Linked DNA regions of Sus scrofa: region 1 is linked to region 2. Evidence: chromatin contacts called from public Hi-C data. All regions are on one chromosome and are shown on one strand. Each heading gives the region's core, a stretch centred on a gene start, on an enhancer-like site or on the middle of the called end of the contact. The rest is flanking DNA. Distances are from core to core; before and after follow the strand shown. Region 1 has its middle 680 kb from the start of GOT2. Region 2 has its middle 610 kb from the start of GOT2.

Region 1 (2,700 bases), core at 126-2,625, 70 kb after region 2:
ATTCTGATTTTATCCTTGTAAAATATGTAATATTTTATGTACTGATTATACTCCTCTATAACCAATTGATTACTCAACAAATGTATTCTAATGTCAGATGCTGTTTGCAGAAAACTTATGGTGAAAACCATGTAATTTAAATGGATATTAACCTGATATCTATATTTGAAAAAAACCTAATTTTCCACCATTACTGATTGCCTATCAGTTCAGCCTTGAAATTCTCTTCCTTTAATGATCTTCCTACTAAAAAGGCAGATTTAGTATCATTTCAGCTTTTCCCACTGGTGATGCATTCTTCAGTTAGGCAATTTTCTCATTGCATTAGCTACAAGGAGCCAAGGATGCAAGTCTGCATTCCCCTGTACATGAAATGAGAGAAAACCACGCTGAGATAGTCACCTCTACCATCACACATTCAGTTTAAATATACAGTAATAGACTCATACTCCACGAAGGCTTGCTGTGTTTGTTTGCAAACTAGTATGCTGTACTTACAAGTCTGTGGTTTTATTGACATATTCCTTTCCGTTCCTGTGGTTTTTAATTGAAACCCCCACTGCTTTGCCCAGCTTCAGGAATGCAGAATAGAGGAGTTTTACATTTACTTTTCAACTCAGACCAGAGGAACCCAGAGGCTCCAGTTTGGGTAGCAAAAATGTATAGATTTTAGCACTTCCTTTGGTCTTTAATGAAACGATGAATGTTCCCATATATGTTGAAAATTAGTGGCTGAATTAAATCAGAATTTATGAGAAGTTTTTATTTCTTCTTAATATAGACATTTGTTATTACCTGTAGAATTGGGACTGGATTTGTGTCCTCAACAGCCTTTTAGAAACCTTTCTTATTTGAAACACTCTCTAGTAAATGCTGAGACTGAATGTAACATTTTTTTTCTCTCTTAACACAAGTTGGTAATACTGTAACAATTATTACTTGGCACCAAAGAGCCCATGTTATTTAAAATCATGCAATTTAAAATTATTAATTTAATCATGTCTCTATTTGAAGGAACTGATTTGTCGCTAGATTGCAGTGGAATTGATGCTTATATTTGTCTCTTTTCCCCTCTGTCTCCTGTGATCATATTTTAGTAACACAGAGTTGAATATTCAGTTGGTACTGAATCTCCTATGACTGAGCTGTTCATAACGATTGACCTTGGTCAATCTTTGCCTTCCTTCTTCCTCCCCTCTGCTCATCTGCAAATCCTAGTTTGACCAAGTTTTAAACCATATTAGAAGTAGAATCTTTTTTCAAACATTTTTATATACATTAAAAAAAATGTATACAGAGTCATGTGTTTTTCGTACCCGAGGAGAAGAGGTTGCGAAAGAACCACTCTACTTCCTCAGCCTAGGTCCAAAAGTCACCTTAACATAGAGTGCAAAGAGGACAGAGTCAAAGGCTGTTATATTTACACTGAAGTCTTTCACTAAGGGTAGAAAATGGAACATGAAACTGCAGTAAATTCAGTATTTCCCCTAATTTTCCTGGCCAAAAGTTAGACTGAATAAAGAAAATTATATTGTAGACCAAGTTCCTACACGGCTTAATTTAAATTCTTATATGATATTATATGTTGATTTTCTGAAATATGTTGAAAAGTCACATCTGTTTTCATATGTGGGAATAACAAAATAGGGCTCGTAATTATAATTACTAAAAAAATTCTATTTTTGTGATAAAGGGAAGTGAAGATCTTTATTCTTTAATTATGGTGATTGATTAATAATGATAGGTTGAGATTCATGGTGTAACATACATAAATCCCACCAAGCCAATTAGTGAAATGAAGTATTTATTTTTGACAAAGGATTAAATATTTTAGGAAGTTTATTTAAAATGCTTTGATGACATCAGTCATTTAGCACAACTGTTATCTTCATTATTAATAATATAAATGTTGAATAGAACTGTCCTCCTGTTACATATGATGATTGCTAATTGAGCAATATATGTTTTTCTGCTGAAATATTGACAAAATAGAGTACCTAATTCTTGTGAAGAAGTAGTAATAGTACTAAAAAGTGAGGTAAATAACAAAAAATAAATATTCAATGCAAAACATTACTGGGTTTCTAACAGATTTTTAAGGTTTTTCTCCATTTCGACAACTTTTATTTAGATAGTTTAAAAAGCTATAAACACTGAGAGATTTCAGATTGATCAGTGATCTGTTCATCTTGAAAAACAACATCATTGGTGAGATAATACAGGCTTGAAATTCACATGGGCCAGTGTTCATAATCTGACCCTTTGTGCATTTGATTTAATCCCTCTGAGATCAGTTAGCACAAAAGAATATAATCTTTGCAGAATTTTTGTAAGTATTAACAAGTAATTGCGGTCTTAAGCCAGCCTTTTAAAATATATTTTACCGATGTGCATATCCTGTTTTCGTATGTTGCTTTTTCTAGTGTATGAACTTTCGTAGATCACTGATCATTGATAATATAAATCTGATGTTAAATTGATGTGGTATAAATTCTTAAATTTTAAGTTAAGCTGTTATATCCTAAAAAGGCTGTATTTATAAACTTTATTCAAATAATCATTATATTTTCTTATCAAACCAAACAGAAATACTACTTTCTAGAAACTTAATAACTTGAACCATGAGCCCATCATTTGTCATAAATATTGCTTTCTTTTTAGTTATTAATGATAATAGTCTGTATTACTTTATAGGAGAGA
Region 2 (2,700 bases), core at 114-2,613:
ATCATTGATAAGAGGTAAAATATTAGTTTAAGAACAGAAGAATTACTTATGACAGCTCACATTTATTACCTCTGCATAAAGCTTTTGTTTAAAGCATTAAGAAAAGTAGAAAAGGATTAATTTGGGGATTTTTTTTTTGGCTGCACCTGTGGCATGTGCAAGTTTCTGGGCCACGGACTAAACCTGCATCACAGTTACAACCGGTGCTATAGCTGAGGCAACGCTGGATCCTTAACCCACTGTGCCACAGGGAAACTTCCAAAGATAGGTAATTTTTGAATTTTGTGTCAAGTATGTAGCTCAAATTGTCAATAATATCCAAAACATTCAGATAGTTATTCTTTGTTCCTGATTCCTGGCATGACAGAAAATTGACCAAGAAAATTCTAGACTAGATGTTACTATGAGTCCCAAGGACATCTCCATGATGAAGTACACAAAGAATGGTAGTCAAGGGTGTTCTGTCCATCAGATACCATTCTATCTAGGCACATTATTCATTTCAACAATACTTTTAAAAATCAAGTCATAGGGAGTTCCCGTCGTGGCTCAGTGGTTAACGAATCTGACTATGAACCATGAGGTTGCGGGTTCAATCCCTGGCCTTGCTCAGTGGGTTAAGGATCTGGCATTGCCATGAGCTGTGGTGTAGGTTGCAGATGTGGCTTGGATCCCACGTTGCTGTGGCCCTGCCGTAGGCCAGTGGCTACAGCTCCGATTAGACCCCTGGTCTGGGAACCTCTGTATGCCTCAGGAGTGGCCCTAGAAATGGCAAAAGACAAAAAAAAAAAAAAAAAAAATCATGTCGTAGAAGTTCCCTAGTGGCCTATTAGTTAAAGATCTGTCACTGCTGTAGCATGAATTCAGTCCCTGGTCCAGGAACTTCTGCATGCCACGAGCATGGCCAAAAAACCCAATCAAGCTGTTTCTGATACATCCAAATCATATAGCCATTATCTTTTGGCAAATAGTTGACTTTTTTGGTGGAAACGATGTTTCCAAAAATTAATCTTGATCTACAAGTGTGATGTTTATATTTTATGCATTGATTTGACTGGACTAAGGGATGCCCAGAGAGTGGGTAAGTCATTGCTGAGTGTGTCTGTGAGGATGTTACTGGAAGAGGTTAGCATTGGAATTCGTGAAATGAGTAAGGCAGGTGGCCCTCACCAGTGTGGGTGGGCATCATCCAATTTGTTGAGGTGAATAAAACAAAAAGGCAGAGGAAGGGCAAATTCCCTTTCTCTCTGCTTGGTTAGTTAAGACATCCATTTTTTTTTCCTGCCATCAGACATCAACCCTTTGGTTCTTGGGCTTTTGGACTCAGATCAGCCCCCCATCCTCAGACCTTTGGACTCAGACTGAATTGCATCACTGGTGTTCCTGGTTCTGTGGCTTGCAGACAGCGTCATGGACTTCTCCACCTCCGTAACCACGTAAGTCGAGTCCTATTAATAAATCCCCGTGTATCTATATCTGTATATATCCTATTCTGTTTCTCTGGAGAATCCTGATGAATACAACAAAGGCAAGAAGGAAAGAAAGAGAGAAAGAAATTGATTTCATTTGAAGGAATTGATTCAGATTTGCCCTCTCTTTGAGAGTTATGCTTTTTCTTTAGAATAGGAATATTCTGAGAATTTCTGCAGTTAATGTTGTTTAACTCATCCATTTCTAAAATTATCTGCTCTCGGAAGCATGAAATTTTTATTCTGTATAGCATACCTGGAAAAATGTTTTGTCACACAAAATAACTCTTAGGATCTGCCTTGTTTGGGCTAATGAAGGATGGCCATTAAAAAAACATATGAAATATATATGTATATATACATTTACACATTGGTTGTTATATAATTTGGCTGGTAGTTGGATGCTCTATTGCGGCTCAAAAACAGTGTCTTTTTTGGCGGGGGGGGGAAGATTGTCTGTTTTATTTTTCAGTACTTGCTCTTGAATGTAGATTCCACGATTTCTACAGAACATTATTTTGAGCAGAAGGAGCAATATAATAAAAAATAATCATTTATGTTGCCACATTTCTGAAAGAGTTGATAAAGGTGTTGACAGTTAAGCAGTAAAGCAAGGGGGTAATCTTTAGTTTTTGTGGCTTCTTACATAATAATTCTGAGCATAATTATCTAGAAACCACACCTTTATGGTTTTCTCATCTCTCAGTTGGAATAGAGTCCCTCCTACCTCCTTTTCACAGTCACTTGCGGAAATTTTTAGTCCTGACTTTTATGGCTGAAATAGAAGTCACAGTAAGCAAAAGCTAGTGTTTCTCTTTCATTTCATTTTTGTTAAAGACATGTTTATCTTTATTAACACAAATTATTTTACTGCCTTACAAAAGCCAACCTTCTCATGTCCTATTTGAATTTATTAATCCATTGATAGAACATGTTAATACTGACTACTTTGCATCTACCATCCTGGAATCTTTAAGATTTTATTTACCTGTTCTTCTGGCTTGTTGAATGATCACTAGCTGTCAAAATACTTGAGCAAACCACAGACTAGGTCAAAGATGAAGACTTTTCTAAATAAAGGGTAACTATTCTTCAGTGAAGAGTTTGTGGGCTGTGCCATCCCTCTCCCAAACCCTCGTATATAACTGGATGTATGAGGAAAAATATGAACATGTCTATCAAGAAAAACTAAAGTTAGTTGTAAGACCGTGTATCAGAACTGAGTTTTGGA

The links. Hi-C and Micro-C count contacts between places; a contact is called where the count stands out from the background.
Region 1: a contact with region 2 is called in a Hi-C map of liver, with 4 times the contacts expected there. The contact joins two enhancer-like sites. A contact is called at or near these places in 1 of 5 promoter capture datasets (liver) and 5 of 47 Hi-C or Micro-C datasets (epiblast stem cells, liver and skeletal muscle).

What each region holds. Positions count from the first base shown.
Region 1 is chr6:21,112,991-21,115,690 of Sscrofa11.1, forward strand. No RefSeq gene overlaps it. Among named protein-coding and RNA genes, the nearest start is that of GOT2, 680 kb to the left of the region's middle. Within about 2 kb of position 1,376, at least 2 of the 83 cell types and tissues checked have an H3K27ac peak or open chromatin away from gene starts, as enhancers often do. A contact at or near this core is called in liver, where this site is marked.
Region 2 is chr6:21,042,513-21,045,212 of Sscrofa11.1, forward strand. No RefSeq gene overlaps it. Among named protein-coding and RNA genes, the nearest start is that of GOT2, 610 kb to the left of the region's middle. Within about 2 kb of position 1,364, at least 2 of the 83 cell types and tissues checked have an H3K27ac peak or open chromatin away from gene starts, as enhancers often do. A contact at or near this core is called in liver, where this site is marked.